Regions from separate parts of the Mus musculus genome. Here regions 1, 2, 4, 5, 6 and 7 are each linked to region 3. Evidence: chromatin contacts called from public ChIA-PET, HiCAR-type, HiChIP or PLAC-seq and promoter capture Hi-C data. All regions are on one chromosome and are shown on one strand. The core of a region is the stretch at or near the end of the contact, and the rest is flanking DNA. Distances in the headings are between cores, read along the strand shown. Region 1 has its middle 20 kb from the start of A630023P12Rik. Region 2 holds the start of Crybb1 (crystallin, beta B1). Region 3 holds the start of Pitpnb (phosphatidylinositol transfer protein, beta). Region 4 holds the start of Miat (myocardial infarction associated transcript (non-protein coding)). Region 5 holds the start of Tpst2 (protein-tyrosine sulfotransferase 2). Region 6 holds the start of Tfip11 (tuftelin interacting protein 11). Region 7 overlaps Tpst2 (protein-tyrosine sulfotransferase 2).

The links. Promoter capture Hi-C pulls out the DNA fragments that hold promoters and counts their contacts. ChIA-PET counts read pairs in DNA pulled down with a chosen protein or histone mark. HiCAR-type assays count read pairs that join an accessible place to other places. HiChIP or PLAC-seq counts read pairs in DNA pulled down with a chosen protein or histone mark.
Region 1: a contact with region 3 is called in a promoter capture Hi-C map of 3T3-L1-derived adipocytes, with 6 times the contacts expected there. The contact joins the enhancer-like site here to the promoter of Pitpnb in region 3. A contact is called at or near these places in 9 of 39 promoter capture datasets (the 3T3-L1 cell line, 3T3-L1-derived adipocytes, the C10 cell line and 4 more) and 1 of 115 datasets of contacts at active chromatin or transcription factors (bone marrow-derived macrophages).
Region 2: a HiCAR-type map of astrocytes shows a contact between it and region 3, with 4 times the contacts expected there. The contact joins the promoter of Crybb1 here to the promoter of Pitpnb in region 3. A contact is called at or near these places in 11 of 39 promoter capture datasets (the 3T3-L1 cell line, 3T3-L1-derived adipocytes, the C10 cell line and 7 more) and 7 of 115 datasets of contacts at active chromatin or transcription factors (astrocytes, bone marrow-derived macrophages, embryonic forebrain and 4 more).
Region 4: a contact with region 3 is called in an H3K4me3 HiChIP or PLAC-seq map of bone marrow-derived macrophages, with 5 times the contacts expected there. The contact joins the promoter of Miat here to the promoter of Pitpnb in region 3. A contact is called at or near these places in 7 of 39 promoter capture datasets (the 3T3-L1 cell line, embryonic stem cells, frontonasal cranial neural crest and 3 more) and 14 of 115 datasets of contacts at active chromatin or transcription factors (the NIH/3T3 cell line, astrocytes, bone marrow-derived macrophages and 11 more).
Region 5: a contact with region 3 is called in an RNA polymerase II ChIA-PET map of memory CD8 T cells, with 26 read pairs. The contact joins the promoter of Tpst2 here to the promoter of Pitpnb in region 3. A contact is called at or near these places in 5 of 39 promoter capture datasets (the 3T3-L1 cell line, hippocampal neurons, liver and 1 more), 1 of 484 Hi-C or Micro-C datasets (uterus), 8 of 115 datasets of contacts at active chromatin or transcription factors (astrocytes, bone marrow-derived macrophages, craniofacial prominence and 4 more) and 1 of 9 other capture datasets (adipose tissue).
Region 6: a HiCAR-type map of astrocytes shows a contact between it and region 3, with 3 times the contacts expected there. The contact joins the promoter of Tfip11 here to the promoter of Pitpnb in region 3. A contact is called at or near these places in 5 of 39 promoter capture datasets (the 3T3-L1 cell line, embryonic stem cells, erythroid cells and 2 more), 1 of 484 Hi-C or Micro-C datasets (CD4 T cells), 3 of 115 datasets of contacts at active chromatin or transcription factors (astrocytes, epiblast stem cells and pancreatic cancer cells) and 2 of 9 other capture datasets (adipose tissue and liver).
Region 7: an H3K27ac HiChIP or PLAC-seq map of extraembryonic endoderm stem cells shows a contact between it and region 3, with 5 times the contacts expected there. The contact joins the enhancer-like site here to the promoter of Pitpnb in region 3. A contact is called at or near these places in 7 of 39 promoter capture datasets (the 3T3-L1 cell line, embryonic stem cells, frontonasal cranial neural crest and 3 more), 3 of 115 datasets of contacts at active chromatin or transcription factors (T-cell acute lymphoblastic leukemia, astrocytes and extraembryonic endoderm stem cells) and 1 of 9 other capture datasets (adipose tissue).

The regions. Positions count from the first base shown.
Region 1 is chr5:110,493,243-110,495,942 of GRCm38.p6, forward strand. No RefSeq gene overlaps it. Among named protein-coding and RNA genes, the nearest start is that of A630023P12Rik, 20 kb to the right of the region's middle. Within about 2 kb of position 1,334, at least 53 of the 459 cell types and tissues checked have an H3K27ac peak or open chromatin away from gene starts, as enhancers often do. A contact at or near this core is called in 3T3-L1-derived adipocytes, where this site is marked.
Region 2 is chr5:112,254,510-112,257,209 of GRCm38.p6, forward strand. Crybb1 (crystallin, beta B1) reads left to right here and starts at 1,311. Exons shown (of 6, transcript NM_023695.3): 1 at 1,311-1,338. It also overlaps a transcript of Cryba4 not described here.
Region 3 is chr5:111,329,249-111,331,948 of GRCm38.p6, forward strand. Pitpnb (phosphatidylinositol transfer protein, beta) reads left to right here and starts at 1,449. Exons shown (of 12, transcript NM_019640.5): 1 at 1,449-1,585. The coding sequence starts at 1,566.
Region 4 is chr5:112,227,546-112,230,245 of GRCm38.p6, forward strand. Miat (myocardial infarction associated transcript (non-protein coding)) reads right to left here and starts at 1,403. Exons shown (of 7, transcript NR_033657.1): 1 at 1,064-1,403; 2 at 756-811; 3 at 510-669.
Region 5 is chr5:112,275,396-112,278,095 of GRCm38.p6, forward strand. It overlaps Tpst2 (protein-tyrosine sulfotransferase 2), which reads left to right and starts at 1,350. Exons shown (of 7, transcript NM_009419.5): 1 at 1,350-1,376.
Region 6 is chr5:112,325,077-112,327,776 of GRCm38.p6, forward strand. Tfip11 (tuftelin interacting protein 11) reads left to right here and starts at 1,293. Exons shown (of 14, transcript NM_018783.4): 1 at 1,293-1,397; 2 at 2,409-2,594.
Region 7 is chr5:112,300,569-112,303,268 of GRCm38.p6, forward strand. All of the region lies in intron 1 of Tpst2 (protein-tyrosine sulfotransferase 2), which reads left to right. Among named protein-coding and RNA genes, the nearest start is that of Tfip11, 24 kb to the right of the region's middle. Within about 2 kb of position 1,348, at least 52 of the 459 cell types and tissues checked have an H3K27ac peak or open chromatin away from gene starts, as enhancers often do. A contact at or near this core is called in T-cell acute lymphoblastic leukemia, extraembryonic endoderm stem cells and liver, where this site is marked.

The sequences.
Region 1 (2,700 bases), core at 84-2,583, 840 kb before region 3:
AGATCTGCTTGCCTCCATCTCCAGGGATTAAAGGTGTGTCTGTGTTCCAACTGGATCACACAGACCTATGTAGAGGGAACATCTTGTGTATTGTATGGATTAAAAATTTAAAAAAACCTATGGCCTATAGAAAAGGGTAGAATAGAAGGTGGAACATCCAGGAGGCAGAAAGAATTCTGGGATAGGGCCAGGTCCCGGGTTCATCCAATGTAATGAGACAGATACATGGTATCTGAGCACAGGTAACTAGTCACATGGCAGAATGTAGATTTGAGTAAATGGATTATAGTAAATTGTGATCTAGTTAGGGAAGAGCCTAGCTATATGGCCAAGGTATTTGTAAATATATTTTGAATCTGAGTCTTATTTCTGGGAGCATGTTGCTGGGAGGAAGAACCAAGTTCAAACTTCTACAGACCCGAAAGTCTTTGGATGTGACCCCTTGCCAGAGTAGCCATGTTGCTGTATTACAATTTCTCTACACACGTAGAAGACACCTGAGCAGTTCTCTTCAAAATTAAGATGGACAGAGCCCTGGGCCAGGTCCTAGACAGTTGGAAAAGCTGGCAACTTCGGGGATCTCAACAACCCTTGCAGCCTACAAGAAGCAGGGCCAATGGTGGTTTTCTATATGTAGTAAGCACTAGAGAACTTCAGGACAGTGTTAGAGAACAAAAGTGCCTGTGGGCTCCCGGCATGTAGAACCAGATATGACCACAAGGTGACAGCAGCACCCTTCATACCGGTCAGAAGCTAGGCCAGGGGGTGGCCTGTCTTTCCAAGCCGGCAGCAGGCCAGCTGTGACTTGCAGAGTCTGACTTAGAGGGCAACTAGGGCTCCTCACAACAAGAATACCTCCCTCTTCAGGCTTAGGCCTGTGATGTGGTCCCTGCTCTTTTTGTAAGTTCCTCTCTCTTGTCTTCTTTCTTATTCTTTCTCTGTCTCTCTGCCTCCTCATCTCTACCTTTGTCTATTTCCCTTTGTCTGATGGTGTCTTTCTGTTTGCCTGTCTTTCTTTGTCTGCCTTCCCTTTTGATCCTGAACTGTCTGGGTCCAGATCCTAGGACTCCCTTTTTAGCTGGGTTGTCTCCAGATGGTACCATAACTTTCTACTCCTCAGGGTCCTTATTTCTGACACGGGAAAGCAGCTTCTGCAGTAAGTGGGGCTGCTATAGGGCTCAGACGAACAGTGGGGTATCTGGGAGGATCATGGTCTTGCACATACATGTGTTACATTAACGTGAAGAATCCTCTGTTTTGTGTGGTCTGGGCATGTGTTTCAGACACACTCTTCATCCTTCTCAGTCAGCTCGTTCTTGTTCCTTGTACGGGTGAGTGGAGTTGAGAGAGAATAGCTGGGCATTGGTCCAGGCTCTACATAGCTCTCAGGGTCCCATTATTCCTGTGGTTTGGCAGAAAGATGTGCTTAGGTTGGTAACCTGCATAGACTTCCTAGTTCCAGAGCCAGCCTAGGGTTGTGGTCTCCAGTTCCCCCAAAGCCTAGGCCTGACTAATGTGTATGAAGTCCTTCTGTTGTTCAGAGGTGAGGGCCTAAAATGTACCAAAAATAGTCTACACAGCTGGGGAAGGCAGCCTACACTTTAGCAGCTGATACGCCAGAGTTCACACTGACAGAGAAGACCTTACCTGATACCACTCTGACATCTCAGACCCTTCCCAACAGCCCGGCATGGCCTGGATTCCTAGGCAGGAGATATACTGGGCAGAACCAGGAGCCTCAGCTCCTAATAGCACCCAGATGTCACCAGCACCATGGGGCCTACGGCCACATCTCTTCTCTAAGCTACTACTGCCGATGGCGGCCCAGGGGCAACACTTGAATTCTGTTTGTAATTAAAAGAAGGTGCCCTTTAAAAACTGCTCACTGTTTCTGCATCTAGGCAGCAAATTATCTCAAAGTGGATTTTCTTTGTTCTGAGAAGCTAATTGATGGGCTATGTGTATGCATAAGCACGTGCGTGTGCGTGCGTGTACATAGAATGTGCTTGGGGGGTTTTCAGCCCTTGTCACATGATGTAGACATTCAAGGGCTTTGCAAAGACACAAAGCTCCATGCCTGCCCCAGAAATAGTGGTTCATCTGGTTAGAGGGGCCTTGGCTCCCAGGAAGCTGCAATGGGCATCTTAGGAAGACTTAGATAGAATAAGGTCCTCAGGTGTCTGGTGTATAAGGGCCAGGCCCTGATGCAGAGGTCTCTGCCCAACCTTGGAGTTCCCAGTAGGCTCATCATCAGGCTAACCTTGCTTTTTTATTTTTTTTGTTTTTCGAGACAGGGTTTCTCTGTATAGCCCTGGCTGTCCTGGAACTCACTTTGTAGACCAGGCTGGCCTTGAACTCAGAAATCTGCCTGCCTCTGCCTCCCGAGTGCTGGGATTAAAGGTGTGCGCCATCATGCCCAGCTATCCTTGCTTTTGAGGCTTGATCCTAACCCTGGCCCCAGGGAATGTTGAGTTTCTTACCCAGACTCTGTGAGTAATTCCAACTCAGTCATTGTAGGCGTGCCACCTCTGTTAGGGGCTTAGAGGACATGTGAAGTCCCACCCTCTACTTCAGAATGTGGCAGAGGGGTACAGGTCATTGCAGATGGAATTTAGGGTGAAGTAGCATGTTCTAAGCCAACTATGGACATTTGCACCAATCCAGACACAAAGAAGCCATTTAAGCAGGAGGCACATTTGG
Region 2 (2,700 bases), core at 61-2,560, 930 kb after region 3:
AGGGCTCATGGGTAGAGGGACAGGGCCATCACTGGTCCTAGGCCAGGGTGACCACAAAGTAGAGATAGGCCCCACAGGGGGTCCTGGGTTCCCCAGAGAAGGGTTTCTCAGATGGCTGCACTCCTACTGGGGTTGGCGACACAGAATGCAGGTGGCCTGGCCTGGCCAGATTCCAGCTCCACTCCACTTGGGGTTCACACTGTGGAACAAGGTTGAAGCTTCCTGTTCTGTGTGGGTTTCAGTTTCTCTGGGGAAATGGTGGGTCATCTGGCGTTCACTTGTCCACTAAGATGCTTGGCGGTCCTGGCTGTTCTGTTTTCTCCTTTGCCCTGGGCTCTCTCCTCCCTGTCCGTTTATCGACTCCTCCCTTCATCTTCTGAAAAACCTTTCTCTCTATCACCCCCTCCCTTTGCATCTCAGATGTCCCTACCCTCTCCAGTAGACTATCAGGAACCTGCCAGGGTCCAGGTCCTGGGTGAAATGCTGGCCCTTGGCCCGGTCAGGTACAGTGGGATGTGAGGCTGCCCAGAGTCTCCGTGTTCCTGACCCTGGGCAGCATCCCCTGCTGTCAGACAGTGGGAGCTGATGGGCAGTTAAGAAGGACCCAAGCCTTGAATGCTAAGCCCTTGAGCCTGAGACCCAGCCCTACCCCACCACCCTAGAACAGGGAATTCAGGCAAGCCTCAGTCAGGGCCAAGGCTGGATAGCCAGAGCCTTCCTGCTTGCCATGGTCAGTACTGGCCTCTGCACCCAGCCTTCCTCATCCAAGAAATGGGTGCAGCAAGGATCTGGATAGGGCAGGTGTGCTGCAAAGCCCCAGAGGCTGCAAACACACAGAAGCACTCAGGACCGGGCCTGTGGACTGAAAACCCGTTTCTTGCCCTTATAAAACATGTTCAATGTTGTCTTCAGTTCTGGGCAGCATCCACAGGGAGAATTGTCAACTGTACCTGTAAACTGAGACCCCCTAGAGGTAGAGAAGCCATACGGTGGGTGAAGCAGCCTGACTGAGGCCGGTTTCTATCCCAGGTCACCTCCTCCCCCATCCCCCTTCCCTAGTCTAGGCTGGCAGCCAGCAAGGCCCTGGGCCTGTCTCCAGCCAGGGAAATAGAGAGAGCAGTCAGAGCAGGGTTAGGGCCAGGGTTTCTCTGTGTTCCAGGCCAACAATAGAAAATGCTAGCCTGGGCAGTAATGGGGCAGAGCCGGCCATGGGCCCCATCCAGGTTTGCTGACCCAGCTGCCTCTTTGTGCTACACTATAGACCCTGATGTCTGCCAGGCTATAAAATGGGGGGTTGGCCCTGAGGCACTCACAGCACCCGCCTGTCCACCAATACAGGTAAGAGGGGACTGCCACACCACCAGAGAACTGAGAGGAGGACAGAAACAGAGGTGGGGCAGCTGACGAAGACAGAGCCAGGCTGAAAGCCAAACCCAGAAAGGTTGCTGGTGCATACTTGTCTAGTTAGCACTCTGGAGACTGGGGCAGGAAGATTGCTGAGAGTTGGAGGCTAGCCTGGGCTACAGGGAGGTAGAGAGGAAAGCAATGGTCCTCACCAAGAGAGGGAGGGAGACGGACACATGGCTGGGAAAGGAGCACAGCCTCTGGGAAGAGTTTCCCAGAATAGAGACAGGTTGAGGGTGGCTGAAACCCCCAGATGTGGTCCAGATGTGTGGGTAGCCGAGCATCCAGTCTTCCTGAGGAAGCCTGGGAGGAGTGTGCTCATCCCAGCTAGAGAGAGGATGTTGGGAACCCACCTGGACCCAGGGAACTTGCTCTGGGCCCCAAGAGTTCCAGTAGCTTGTAAATTATCAGCACAGTCTTGGTGGATTTCCTCCAGGAGACAGTGCAGTCAGGCATGACCCATACCCAGAAGTCTGTGCTCCTTGAGGTAGCATTGGAGCTGACCAGAGTCCTCTCCACCCAACGCCCACAGGCACAGCTCCGGCGTGGAGCAATGGAAACACCCTACTCCCTCTCCTTGTGCCTTCCAACCCCGAGTGCCAGGCTGCTATTTTGCACACCCACATCTGCCCTCGGAGGACGCCAGGGGCGGAGGGCTGGGAGAGGTTCAGGACACGCACACACTGGCATTCGCTCTCTGAACAGATGTTGCCTGAGAAGCTCCTGTGCACCTGGCATGGAGACAAGTGCTAAGGAGGCAGACAGGCGAGCTTACAAGGCTACATCTAGTAACCCAGGTGCCTGTCCATCTGCTGCCTCAGATGGGAGCTGACTGCTGTGTGGGGCTGCAGGGCACCTTCCCTCCAGCTAGACTCTAGAGGGATATCCCAATCCCAGCTAGTCCCACCATTAAGGTCAAGATGTGAGGCGTTCAGTACTGTGCCCAATGGTGCCGAGGGGGAACCATCACTGGTGAGCAAAGCCATGCTATACACACATGTGGTGGTGAACTAACCAAGCACGAGAGCACAGGAAGGGAGGAACAGGGTGTGAGGCTAGAGGGCAGGAGGCAGTGCAGGGAAGGGACAGCATCCAGGAAGAGACTGGCTGTCCTAGAGCAGGGTGGAACCCAGAGCTTCAGCCCTGTCTCCCAGGAAGAGCTGATGGCTGTGGGGGAGTCCATAGACATGGCTGAGAAGCACATGGGTAGGGGGCAGCTTGGAAGCAACACCCCAAAATCACTCACCCCAAGGACTATTTTTCTTTTTCTTTTTTTTTTTTGCGGGGAGGTGGTCA
Region 3 (2,700 bases), core at 199-2,698:
CTACTTTTTATTCTCTAAACAGTCACCTATCTTTGGTTGTATAAATTAAGTCTCTACAAGATTCTTTATTCCAGATTTCTTGAAGTCAACCAGCCAGGATTCAGGTCCAGGGCTTCATCTTCAAAGTCCAACCCAGTTTCCCAAATCGGGACAACTGACCTATGCTCTGATATCTAACAAAATTAAGGAACACTTGGGACTGGGGTTGGAGAGATGGCTCAGCAGTTAAGAGCACTGGTGGTTCTTCTAGAGTATCTGGGTTCAATTCCCAGCACCCACGACGTGGCAGCTCACAACTGTTTGAAACTCCAGTTCCAGGGGATCTGACCTCATCCAGGTATACATGCAGGTAAAACACCAATGTACATAAAATATAAATAAATCAATCACTAGAGAGGGGAAGAATATTCTTGAGACTATTTCTAGTTTTTATGAAAATATTTTCAAGATCATTCGATGAGGGAAAAAATATGGTTTGACACAAAGTATAGAGAAATCAAATTTACCTAAAATGCCCGTTGACACAAAGAAGATTATTCCTGCAGCTATCCAGCTCCCTAGGAATCCCACTAAAAGGTCCTTGAATCCCAAGTTACTAAGTTCAGTGAGTGAGGAAGCAGAGGGCAGTCCAAGAGCAGTACTTAGTCACTGTTTCAAAATTGTTTTATCAAAGTTGTTAGGTCAACTAGTGCTTAAAGCCCGTGTTGGGACGGGCTTCTGATTGGTCTTAGTAAAATTTAACTTTCATTCTTCCTGTAGTGAGTTCTTTGCCCCGAAAGCACATAATGAAAAACCAATGCCTTAGACACGTAGAATTCGTCTAGAATTAGTCTACCCAACTGGGTCTGGGTCTGTCTCATGCAAAATTGCTTTTGTTGAGGATTCAATGTTTGGACAGGGGCTCAGTTGTTAAGAACACTGGGGGTTCTTGCAGAGGACCCAGGTTTGGTTCCCAGCACTCACATGGCATTTCACAACTGTCTGCATCTCCAGTTACACGTGAACCTCAGTATGCATGAGACACACAGGGAGCAGACACAATACAGGCAAACCAGATAGATGTACCCTTAAAAAGGTTAGTTAGGACAAGGGGCGAACACATCAGGATTTTAACACCGGTCTGTCTGGGTTTCTAGAACACGCTCCTGCTAAACCTGAGGTCGTCCTCGGCTCCCACACCTGTGCGAACTCAACGTCGTTTAGGGTCCCGACTGGAGAACTCACTGGAAACCATAGGCTGCACAGCGCCGTGAGAGACTAACGCTGGCAGGAGGACGCCGCGCTTGCTGCCCCACTGCTCGCCGAGAGTACGCAGGCGCGCTCCAAGGCTCACCAGCGCGCCAAGGGGCCACGCAGCCGCAGTGGAGGCCTCGTGCTCCGTGAGCGGGGCGTGGACTGGGCGGAGTCAGCTCCCCCAGGCGCGCTGACGCAATGGCCGGCGGCGGAAGGGCGCGGACGCGCAGGCGCTCCCGGGGCTCGGACGATTGGGAGGCGGGGCTACGCTTGCGTGTTGCGAGGCCCGGCGGTGGCGGCTGGCGGCGGCGGCTGTGAGGGGTTCCCGGAAGATGGTGCTGATTAAGGAATTGTGAGTGGGTCGTTGGGCTCGAACGAGGTTCCGGAATGCGGGCTGGGGAGGATCGGTGGGCTCCGCGAGGAGGGCGCTCCCGGGTCGCAGTTGGCTCCTTCCTGGAGCCCCCAAGGCCCTGTGCGGCGCCGCCGCCCTCCGCAGTCAGCGCCAGGGTCGGCGGTGCGGCCGGGGCTCTCGGGGGAGCCGGGAATGCCGGGCGAAGGGTCGCCCGCAAGTTCGAGCCCGACCCACCTCAGGCTCAGTGAAGCCCACTCTAGATCATGCCCCTGCGGTCGCTCTCAGACCCCTCATCTCTAAGATGGGGAGACACCGGCCCCACCTGCTTCACTGGGTTCGGTGCGGGGTTAAACACATGGTGCTTAACACGGCAAATAAAGACTTTTCCCAAGTTCGTCGGACTGGTCCCGTCATTCTGTTGGGAAGTTGTGGCTTCCCCCTCTGCTTAGAGCCACGGACATCACAGGAAACCGTGGTGGCGGGGAATGTTCAGCTGTCATACCTGAGCCGGTGTCCCTTGTGCAATTTCAAGTGTGACCCATTTTGTTGTTGCTGTTCTTCCTCGGCCCTGGTTTAATTTCAGATTCTTAAAAGAAGCAAAAAAAAAAAAAGACGTTAAGTTAGCTGTCTAGATTCCTTGCCTGTATTAACGTCAACCTTGTAAAAATCACTAACAAGGTTTCTCTACTTAACACTGCCCAGATTCTATTTTCTGCTCATATGTAATTTTTTTTCCTTGCCCATTCCAGCATTACAAGACCCCTTGTTCCTCTGTCGCTCTGTATGTTGGCTTTCCTTCTCTTTCTGCTGACTCGAATGCTTTTTCCTCAAATCAGTAGCTCACCTTAAAGGTCTTGGGAAGTGTGTATTGTTTGTCTTTCTGACTGTTCGCCCTACATTGTGCAGGATACTCACTCTGATACCTCCATTTTTTTTGGATCAGTCTTTAGTACATAGCACATCTTCAGCCAGCATTTGGTGTTTTTAAAGATTTGCCTGTTTATATGTGTATTTAAGTGTTTGCCTGCGTGTGTGCATATGTGCTGCGTTCATACAGTGCTCTTGGAGGTAGTAGTAAGAGGGCATTAGGCATTGGATCCCCTGGAACTAGAGCA
Region 4 (2,700 bases), core at 153-2,652, 900 kb after region 3:
GCGCCCAGCTCAGCGCAACGCTGGCGCCGAGAAAAACAAACCGGCTTCCAGCTTCCAGCAAGTTCTCTCTCTGCCCTCGATCCCTTAGCCCCTCCCTGCAGCAGGTGGGGGCGTTTTCCTGGCGCGACTCCTCTCCGCAGTGGGGTGTGAGCGCCAGCGATCCCCGACGCCTGGAGGCCTGTGCTCGGGAGACTGGGACGAGAGTGGGGAGGCAGGGGTCCCCGGAATCCCTCTGTCCAAGAAATAATCTCGTTCGCGTCCTAGATGAAAGAGGTCTAGACCTTTCCCTCTCAAACCCCCAGCTTCTGCAGAGAGTAGTGTCTCAGAGCCCAGGAGGGTTGAGAAACCGAGCTAGTGAGTTCTAGGGTCACCCCCACACCGTTTTAGAGATGCCATGTGGGCTTCAGAGTCCGTCGTGTCAAACTCAAAAATCTTTGGCTGAGTGACCTTGGACAGGCCGCTAAACCTCTCTGGACCTCCTTTTTCTCGTCTTTAAAATGGGTTCTTACCACCTCGCAGGACTGTTGTGCCAAAGCAGTGACTCCCCAAGGATATGCAAACAGCATCCAGAGCGACGTCGCGATGAGAGTGCAGAGATGCCCTGGGTTTGAGGCTGCGCTGGACGCCCCAGGTCTGGGATAAGGCCCATAAGTGGAGGAATGGTAAGGGCTGGGCGTGTGGAGGAAGGGAGTCAGAGAAACCACCCGCTACCCCACCCTCCATGCCTGGGCGCAGTCCCTATCCCAGAGAGTTACCTGCTAACCTTGTGGGTTGGTGTTGTACCGGAGTCCCCACGCCCATGTGCATCTAGCTGTGGGGGAAGGGAAGGGTCTTTGTTCCCCCTCAGACCGTGACTACCAGACCCTGAGCATCCTCTGTGTTTCCATCCCCATGGTCCATCCACTGGACCCTCACATCTGGTCATTGCGGGTTTGGAGCCCCGTCACCCACTCAGCGCGGGCCACCATTGCCCTGGGACTGTGGGACACCCCACCCCCACCCCGTTGCCCTCCCGAGGATCAGGTGCGCACGGCGGGGAGTGAGAATGGCGACCCCGGCTTACCTCGGCTCCTCCTCGCTCCTGCGGCTGGAGTGCAAAGGGCTCTTTGTGCCCAGCTCTTAACAGAACTGGGGGAGTCCTCCCAAGCGCCTCCCCTCGCAAACTCCTCCCCGCTCTGGTCCGCAGCCTCCCTCCCTACGGCCCCCCAGCGCAACCGGCGTCGTCTTCGCGTTTACTGCAGCGCCCATGAAATTTTAATGCAGGAGCGGCTGGCGGGCGGAGTTGCCGCACCCGGCCTCGGGCGTGGGGGTGGGGTGGGGCACACGAACAAGCACCCATCTTGCGGACCAGGACTCAAGCAAAGAGATGTGGGGTGCACATCTCTCCCGCGCCTCACAAAGGGGCTACTGCGAGCCTCAGCCTCAGCATCCCCCCCCTGCGGCGCTGCCATAGCAACGCTGGCCAGTGGAGAGGCGCGCGACGGTCGGAGGCGCGATCGCGGACCTGGCGCCTAAGCGAGAAGCACTGCCTAGAATCCCAGAAGAGGACCCGGTATCCGTGCTTGGCTCTCAGGGCCGGGGCGTGGTTGCCGAGGAACTCTGTTAGGAAGAGTCCTGGTCAGGGCGGCGGCAAGATTCGAACCCAAGTCTGTGGCAGAGGTCTCTAATTTTGGCATCTGCTCTGCCTGCACTCCTTGGCACCATCACGAGCTTTACAGGGATGCTAAAGAGTCGCTAAAAACCTTGGTTCTGTGATGCTCCAGACCAGCGCCATCCACACCTTTGAGACCATGATGTAATTGTCATCTTCTAAGCCCCAATATAGTGCCGCTGGATCAAAACTTGTGAAATGGGACCACCAGTGCCTCTTCCAGTTGAGGAACCCCTGTGCTAGAACATTCCACCTACTAGTCCTCAGCTTAAATTTCAGCTCGGATCACGCCCTTGACCAGATGTGGCCGTATGGGCATGGGTGTTTCCCCAAACTGGTTCTCTATTCTCTTCCAGTCAGCGGGTTAAGTAGGGGAGAGGCACCCAGCATAAGATGGCCCTTGGGCCCCAAGCTGTTCTCTTCAATAAGCTAGCTCACCTTTTGGGATTTTGTTTGTTTTGTTTTGTTTGTTTGTTAAACTTTTTTTTTTCTTTTTTCCCCCTTCCCTTTCTCCCTCTTGCTCTGGCTCGGCTCCTTCCGGCCCCTGCTCTTTCCAGCCCATAGGTTTTTTTTTTTTTTTATTTGTTTCTCATTACAGATGGTTGTGAGCCACCATGTGGTCGCTGGGATTTGAACTCAGGACCTCTGGAAGACCAGTCAGTGCTCTTAACCACTGAGCCATCTCACAAACCCACCTTTCATTTCTTTTTTTTTTTAAATAAATTAAAACACTTATTTAGTATGATTGGGTGGGCACGCCGTCCACAGTGGGCCTCAGAGGACAACAGAATGGGCTCTCTCACCTCCCACCATGTAAATCCAGGGGGTGGAACTCAGTTGAGGTCAAGCTTGCCAGCATGAGATCTCCCTGGCATGCCCTCACTGCTCACATACAGAGGTGGGGAGGAGGAGGAGGGGGGAGAGGAGGGGACGGGGAGGGCTGCACACAGCCTCCGTGAGGGACCCATGTGAGATTTGAACTCATGCTTCCAGGTTCTGTCATCTTCACATCCTTCTCTCGATGATTCACATGTCCAATGTGCCAGCTG
Region 5 (2,700 bases), core at 100-2,599, 950 kb after region 3:
CTGGGAAGGCTTGTTGAGGGGAATCCAGCTTACTTGTGGAATCATAAAGCTCAGAGAAAGCCCTCAGCGGAGCAGAAGTCCCCTTCAGGCAGACCTTGCTCTTTGATCTTTCTTCACCCATAAATAGTATAAAACTCCCAGAGCTGTGTCGTTAGTCACAAAAAAAAAAAAAAAATCTCAAATATGCACTCAGTAAATGCTATGTTGTGTGGTTTCATTTTTGGTAACTGGCTTCACCAAGACGGGGACTTTGTCAGCCCAGCATCTCCCACAGGGCAGGCACTGTTTTATAGACTACATGAATGAATGAATGAATGAATGAATGAATGACAAACACATATCTGTGTGCCTTGCTTTGTCTGGCCTGTAGAGATATTTGTGTTAGTTGTAACTAGTATAAAAATGAATTTCATTTAGTTTTGTACAGGTTTGGGGTATACGGTTTCACAACACCCTGGAAGGTCAAAGGATTTGTTTGGGTGGGAGGGGTACGTCCTTGTATGATGTGGGTCCCTCATCGAACTCATGTCGTCAGACTTAGAGGCAGGCGCTCTTACCCACTAAGCCATCTCGCAAACACCAGGATTTTATTTTCAATATTTATTTTTATTACTGTGTGTCAAGGCACACGTGTGGAGGTCGGAGACAACTTTGTGGAGCCGGTTCTACTCTTCCATCTCTGCACGGGTTTCGGGGATTGCAAGCGTCTTTACCAAACGAGCCATCTAATGTATTTTAAAATGGTAAAACACACCACAACTCGTGCGCGCGCGCGCGCGCTGTAAACAGAGGCTATAGAGGACGCAGCGAGAGGCTAGCCTACACCTTCTCCTTTGCTCTGCACACCTTGGGCTGGCTCCTTTCTGGGACCCAATCCTGTACCTATAGTGCACACCCCTGCGCTGACGGACAGCCATCCCGCTCAGCGTCTGAACGCCAGCTTGTGGCTGCGCCCTCAAGGATGCCGTGCAGAGGAGGAACGCCCTGCGTAGTTAAAGGAGCCAGAGCAGCAAGCTCTAACGGCAGGGGCTCCGCCCCCGGGGAGGAGATGAGGGCGGGGCAACGCTGGAAGGGGCGGGCTCTCTTGGCCACACCCCTTGCGTCATGGCGCTAGAGGGGAAGCTAGGGGAGGGGGAGTGGCGGAGGCCGTGCGTGTGGGCAGGGCCTATCTGGGTCCCGCCCCCAACCCTCTGGGCAAGCCTGGAGTGTCGCGGCTCTAGCGATAGACGTTGGGGGCGTGGTCAAGCACTAGGCGACAGGGGCGTGATCACGAGTGGCTCCGCCCCTTGCGTCACGACACGCGGCCCCGCCCCTCGCGGCGCCTCCCTGGCGGCCGGCAGGGAGCCGGAGTCTGCGCGGGCGCCGATTTGGGCACGGTAGGTGGCAGCGGCCTCGGCCAGTACCAGGTCAGGGCTGCGTGGCGCGGTCCGGACGGTGGGCGGCGCGGACAGGCCTGGTCGCCGCGGGAGGACGCGCGTGGCCTGGAGCCCCACCCGCGCGGCGCCGCGGGGAAGTTAACTTGCGGAGGTCGCGGCCCACGGTGGTTCTTAAGAACGCGTAGACCTCTCTTGCTCTGCCCTGTTTTGCTTGCTTCCTGCTTCACACGTGGGAAACTGAGGCCTGGGGTCACGTGCCCGGGCGCTGGGACTCACAGCTAGGACGGGGCAGAAACTCTCCCGCGGGGTTTTGTGCGCGCGAGCGAGCGTGTGACCCTCCCCCCTCCCCCCAGAGGTGGCTGCCCCTGTACCCACTGCTCCCGGTGTTCATACTGTTCCTTGCCCTCCCCAACCCCTTGTTTCTTTCATTCTAGCAGGGATGCCCGATGGTTAGTTAGGCCCAGCTTCTGCATTGGGGCAGATCGGGCTGGGAGGCTCCGGCTTAGTATTGGGGACATGCCCTTTCTCCAGCCTCTGTTTCCGGACATACAGAACTGGGTTTGTTTCGTTACCCTGAAGAAGCTGTTAAGTTATTTGTGAACCGCTGTACCCGCCTTGCCTCGCCTTGGGCTCATTCCATTTACCATATCTTGTTTTAAAAACCGTATCTAAGGATTTTTTTTTTTGTAACACTTTTTCTGAAGGTCTGATCCACTAACCATATAAATCTTCTTTTGGAAGTAAACTTTAGGTGGTTGGTGGGTTTTAGGATGCTCACATTACGCACTGATCCTCGTCTACTTTTAGAACATTTGTACATCCCCCAAAGCAGCAGTCCCTAACCCTCAACTCCCAAACCTCTTTCCCCAGACCCCGGCTCACCTTCATCTACACTACTATCTGTCTATGGATTTCTCTGCTCTGGGTGGTTCTGTGTATGGTTCCTCATGTGCATAGTATTTCCTAGTGTGGATATTGTGTGTGTGTGTGTGTGTGTGTGTGTGTAGTCCATTGGTTTGTAGATGGACAGTGGGTTGATGTTCCTTTATGGCTGTGATTAGTATTGTTGCTGGGAATACACACACTGTATTTCTCTTTTCAGTTTTGCCTAAATTTCAGGATCCCTTTAAAGTTTAACCTATTGAGGAGCTGCCAAACTCCCAAAGTGCCTTACCACTTTACTGCCTCTGGAATGTGATGGTTATGATGATATTTGTGACCAAGTCTTATCTACCTCAAGCTGACCTTGAACCCCAGACTCTCCGGTTTCAGCCCCGGAGTGCTGGAATTAGAGGCTTGTGCCACTTGCCTGGCTTGAGGTTTC
Region 6 (2,700 bases), core at 43-2,542, 1.0 Mb after region 3:
AGTTCTTAGATGCTTTCATTCACGTGACCATAAAACCCCAAGAAGGGACCCTGATCCCACAGTATCACATTGGCTCTGACGGACTCCCCAAGAGCCTCACTAACAAATCCTCCTGCATGTTTTTTGGTTAGGTTTTATTGCTGTATTGTAAAGACCATACCCAAGAGCAATTTGGGAAGGAAACTGATTTATTTGCTTTACAGATTACAGTCCAAAGACATTTTTAAAAAGAACTGAAGTAGAAGCCACGGAGGGAACGCTGCTTATTGGCTTGCTCCCTGTGCTTACAGCACCCAGGACCACAGGGGGAGGCCCCACCCACAATGGGCTGGGCCGTCCCACATCAATCATGAATCAAGCAAACGACACCAGTCTTGCCTACAGGCCATCCGATGGAAGCACCGAGTCCTTTTCCTAGATATCTCTAGTGTGTATCAAGCTGACAGGGGAAAACAAAAATAAGTCCAGCCAACAACAAAACCCACCAGGACCCAGCCTTTTAGGGTATTAGAGAAAACAAATTAGTTTCAGAACCAGAGATGGCACCAGACTATGTATAGATTTGTAAGATGTGTAAAAAGATGACATATGCTCTTTGTGGGTCGCGTTGGCACACGCCTTTAAGGCCAGCACTCAGGAGGCAGAGGCAGGCAGATCTCCCGAGTTCGAGGCTAACCTGGTCTACACAATGAGTTCCAGGACAGTCAGGGCTACACAGAGAAACCCTGTCTTTCTTTCTTTCTTTTTTTTGGGGGTGGGGGGTTTCGAGACAGGGTTTCTCTGTGTAGCCCTGGTTGTCCTGGAACTCACTTTGTATGTAGACCAGGCTGGCCTCGAACTCAGAAATCCACCTGTCTCTGCCTCCTAAGTGCTGGGATTAAAGGCGTGCGCCACCACGGCAGGATGAGAAACCCTGTCTTGAAAATTCACAAAACCAAAACCAAATCAAACCAACAAGAAACCCCAACTCCGTTCTTTCCCAGCGACAGAGAAATAACTAGAGCAAAGAGGAGAACAATAAAACTGCTTCCTGGAGAGAACTCGACATGGGGTCGCGAGGACATTTTAATCTCTCAGTGTCCTCGTGACGCTGGTAACGCCAAGTAAGACTCCAGTGCCTGGCGACGGCTCGCCCTGGAACGAGACGGCCACTCAGCCTCAGTTCCGATGGGAACCAGAAGCAGCGCGAGGCGGGATCACCGGCCCTTCCGGGTTGCAGACACGCCCCCTCCGGCGTGAAGTCGCTGCCGGGGCAACAGCGCGCCACTTCCGCCTCTGAGCGATGACGTATTTCCGATGCGCCGGTAAAGGCCACATCCGGGTTTGGGCTGGCGGGACCCTCGCAGATTCGGGGACGCTGGGCGAAGGCTGTGTGGCTCTCGCGGATGCTGAGCGAGGTGAGCAGGCGGCGGGGTGGCGTCCCGGGAGCGCGGGCTGAGGCTCCGAGGCTCCGTGACGACGGCTTTACGGTTTCCCTGCGCTCCGGGCCCGCTGCTGACATTGAGCTGAGCGTCTCCTGTCCCCTGTGCTGGGGAGGTGGCGGTGCTGTAATTGAGTGGGCCTAGGGCTTCCTGCTCCTTTGAGGAAACTCAACATGTGCTGGTTGCTGGGGTCGGAACCTGTTGAGTTTCGCCGGTGCATAGTGAGGAGGAGGAGGAGGAGGAGCAGCGGGGGGGGGGGGGAGCTGTTAGTCACCGCGGAGCCGTTTTCACGCTGTCAGTCACTGGTGTCACATAGTGAGGATGTTACTGTGCAATGCACACAGTGTCGGGTCGGGACCTTTGAATGTGATAACCACACTCACAGGTGTTCATAGAGGCGCGATTTAGACTCAGGCTGGGGTGTTAAGTGTTAATGATTTTCACAATCATTTTGAAGGATTCACTTCGCAGTCCTGACTTGTAATGAGTGTGAACCTGAAACCCGATCATGGAGTGGAAGAAGATGCTTTTTTTTTTTTTTCCTTTTTCCTCCCTTTCCCCCCGTTTCTGTTTTTTGTTTGTTTGTTTGTTTTGTTTTTTGTTTTTGTTTTCAAGACAGAATTTCTCTTTAGCAGCCAGCCCTGGCTGCCCTGGAATTTGCTTTGTAGACCAGGCTGGCTTTGAACTCAGACCCCCCTGGTCTCTGCCTCCCTACTGCTAGAGTCAAAGATGTAAGGGTGCTGTTTCTTGAGCACCTACTGGGAGCGGAGCTTTCGTTGTTGTTTTGTCGGTTTTGAGACCAGGCTGGCTTTGAACTTAGAGAGATGGATCTGCCTCTCTGCCTCCAAAGTGTTGGAGCTTTTGTTTTTCGAAAGTATCATCTTAATCAGTCCTTACAAGCTTCTCCTGGAACTGAATGAATGCAGTTATGAGAGAGAGAGATGAATAGCTACCTGGGTAGAACACTGTTTTTTCCCTACCCTCTAGGAGTGACTGCAAAGTGGCATTCAGAAAGACTGCAACCTTCCAGTACCGTAGAAGCCGTTCAGGGAAGGAAACCTTCAGTCCCGTGGAAATAGTATTTCAGAAAATGCTCTGAAGTTTCCCTGGAACTGCAAATTGGCTAGATACAACTTTTCCTGGAGAAGTAAAAAGACCAACCTGGTTTCTGAGGTAATAACATTTAGAGCTGTTGCTTCCTTTCTGTGGCATATGTGCCTGTCATTCTGTGGCCCCGCCCCACGCGTGCATGGTGATTGACTCTGACAAGGCATTGTGC
Region 7 (2,700 bases), core at 98-2,597, 970 kb after region 3:
TGGTCTCTGATACCTAGGGTCGCCTTCCCCAGTCATTCATGGGAGAGTAGGGTTGTGCAGGGTGCAACAGCGTTGCTGCCTGGCAGAGGGAAGTTGGGAGCTGTTTCCCTGGGGGCAGGATCACACAAAGGTCTGGGTTTGTGCACAGGGCCCCTGGATCCCCATCCAGGACCACTTTACAGGTGTAGCCTCAGCTACTGCCGCCTCCCTCTGCTCACAGCTCCTTGTTTTCTTGGGAGCCTCTTGATCTCTTGAGCGTAGGGAAACACCAGCTTAGAAAGTACAGAGCGATGGATTTGAGCCAAAATGTCACTTGCTTCTGTTCACTGTGGGTGTCTGTTCCTCCTCAAACTGGCTGTTTCTCTCTGTCCTTGGCTCCAGCACTGTGTCTCTTATGTAGCCCAGGCTGGCCTTGAGCTCTCTGTGTAGCTGAGGATAACCTGGTGCTCCTCCTTTGTCTTCTGCTCTCATCCAAGCCTACTAGTGTGAGTGGTTCAGGCACACAGTAGGTGCAGGCGCACAGTAGGTGCTCAATAAGTGGTTCCATCAGATCCCTCTGCCTTTGCTGCCCTCTTCCCTTCTCATGGCTCCTGAGCAGCCAGGGATTGAGCTGAGAGCTGGCATGAGGCCCCCAGCCCCTCATGGTTCATTTTGAGAGCTGTATGACACCAGGGCGGGGCACGGGGACAGCAGTACTGAAGGACAAAGCTGACTTTTCTGTTTCCTTAGCTGTGTGGTCTCGGCTCATTACGTCACTTGCAGAGCCACAACCTCTTCCACTAAATGGGACAAACACACTTCATGGCACCTGCCGGGCAACACTTGCTCCGGGCAGATATCCCTGCACAGATTCACTGACAGTCTCTCCTCAGGCTCCAGGAGTCCCCATGGCCTTTTGAAGTTGAGTGTGATGAAGCCCAGAGGTGCCGGCAGCCCTGTTTCTCAGAGGATTTCAGGGAGATTAGGCAATGTCAGGCCACACAGCTGGGTCTGGATGCAGGTGGTCTGCACCCTTTCTGTGCCTGGCCCACATGTGGAAAGCCTGATAATCAGTTGATGCTACATTACAGGGAAATAGTGTGAGCTATGGGGTCCGAAGCTGTTTTAGAAAATGTCCCAGACCGCCAGGACTCTGCAGGGAGCACCCGAATGGGCGCCAGTTGGCCCACCTTATTAGTGATTCTGCCCCTGGGCACAGTTATACTTGTCCTGCATCCTCACAAACCTAGCTGGCCCCTAGAGGGCAGATCCCACTGTGCAAGCACAGGGCTGATGGGAGGATGTGGATAGCCCCTGGCTTAGTGCTGACTTGTGATCCTCCTGTAAGAAGGAGAGCTGTGGACCACACCCCTGCCTCTCACTGTCCTGTGTTGCACGAGCTCTGAGCAGAAGGTTCCAGAATAGAGGCTGACAGTCTATGACTGTTCTTGTGGCTGCTGCTTTGGGGTTTGTGGTGTACTGACAGTTTCTGAGGCTGCTACGCCTGCAGAGTTCTCTCCCTTCTTTGGAGAGAAGCACAAAAAATACACATGCTTCTCCTCCTTCTCCTCCACCTCCTCCTCCGCTGACAGGAAAGGTCTCAGTGGACAGCCTCCACCGTGGTCTGAGTATGGAGATCAGAAAACCACTCCGTGGGGTCAGTTCTCCCCACGTCTCTGCGGGTCCCGGGATTTGAACTCAAGTCGGGCTTGTGCAGCAAGAGCATTTACCCGCTGAGCCGTCTTGCTGGCCCACCTCTGTGTGCTGCAAACCACCTCGAATTGATTTGTACTGCAGTGCACTGTAAATGCAGTGGGAACAGTAAGTTGTCCCATGCTACTGTCCAGCTAAAACAAACATGAAGTCCACACAAGTCAACACCCAGGCAGTTTTCCCTCCAAGCTCAGGTGAGCCTGTGTACATAGAACCTGCAGGAGCTGAGTACACACAGCACCCGCGCTCCAGGAGCCACAGAGGCCGCTATCTAGGTCAGGGTGTGCACACAGCACACCACATTCCAGAGGCCACAGGGTACTGTCTAGGTCAGGGCTATCCAGTACGGTACTCCCCACTGACTCCAGTGGTTTCTGAGCCTCTGGCATATGACCAAAACAAAGCCAAGTGAACTTTTTATTCAGTTTGGCTGAATTTAAACCTCTCCTCGACCCCTGTGGTGGTACCTCGGATGCCTGCTCTGAGGTGGAAGGCCCATCAGTGGGTCCGTGGGTCTCAGTGAGCCTGTGTTCTTTGGAGAGTGATTGGTGCCAGCCATGGGGTTGGCAGACCTGGGAACACTTAGCATTTCAAGGCCCTCCTGGGGGCGTCCAGGCTGCCTCCAGGTTCTCTGGAAGCTTCCAATGCCCCGTCTGGATTGCTTGCTTTCTTCCTGGGGAAGTCAGCCACCATGCCCATGAGGCCTGGGCCTGAGCGGCTGGTGGGGTAGAAGCAAGGTGAGATCCCTTCTCCAGCTGAGCCTTACTGTGTTAGCAGGGCTGCATTTCCAAGGAAAAAAAAAAAAAAAAAAAAAACCTTCAACAAACAAACTCAATGATAAGCGTGAGAGAATTCTCTGGAAATGGAAGACTGAAATGCAGGTGGTCACTCCTTACTCCTTCCTGCTGTGACACAAATGGCAGTCACTGCTGGTGTTCCAGGTCCTTCTTTCTAGACTGAAGCCTCCCAGCAGCCCCTGTGTACAGACTAGGGCAACTGAGACTCTGG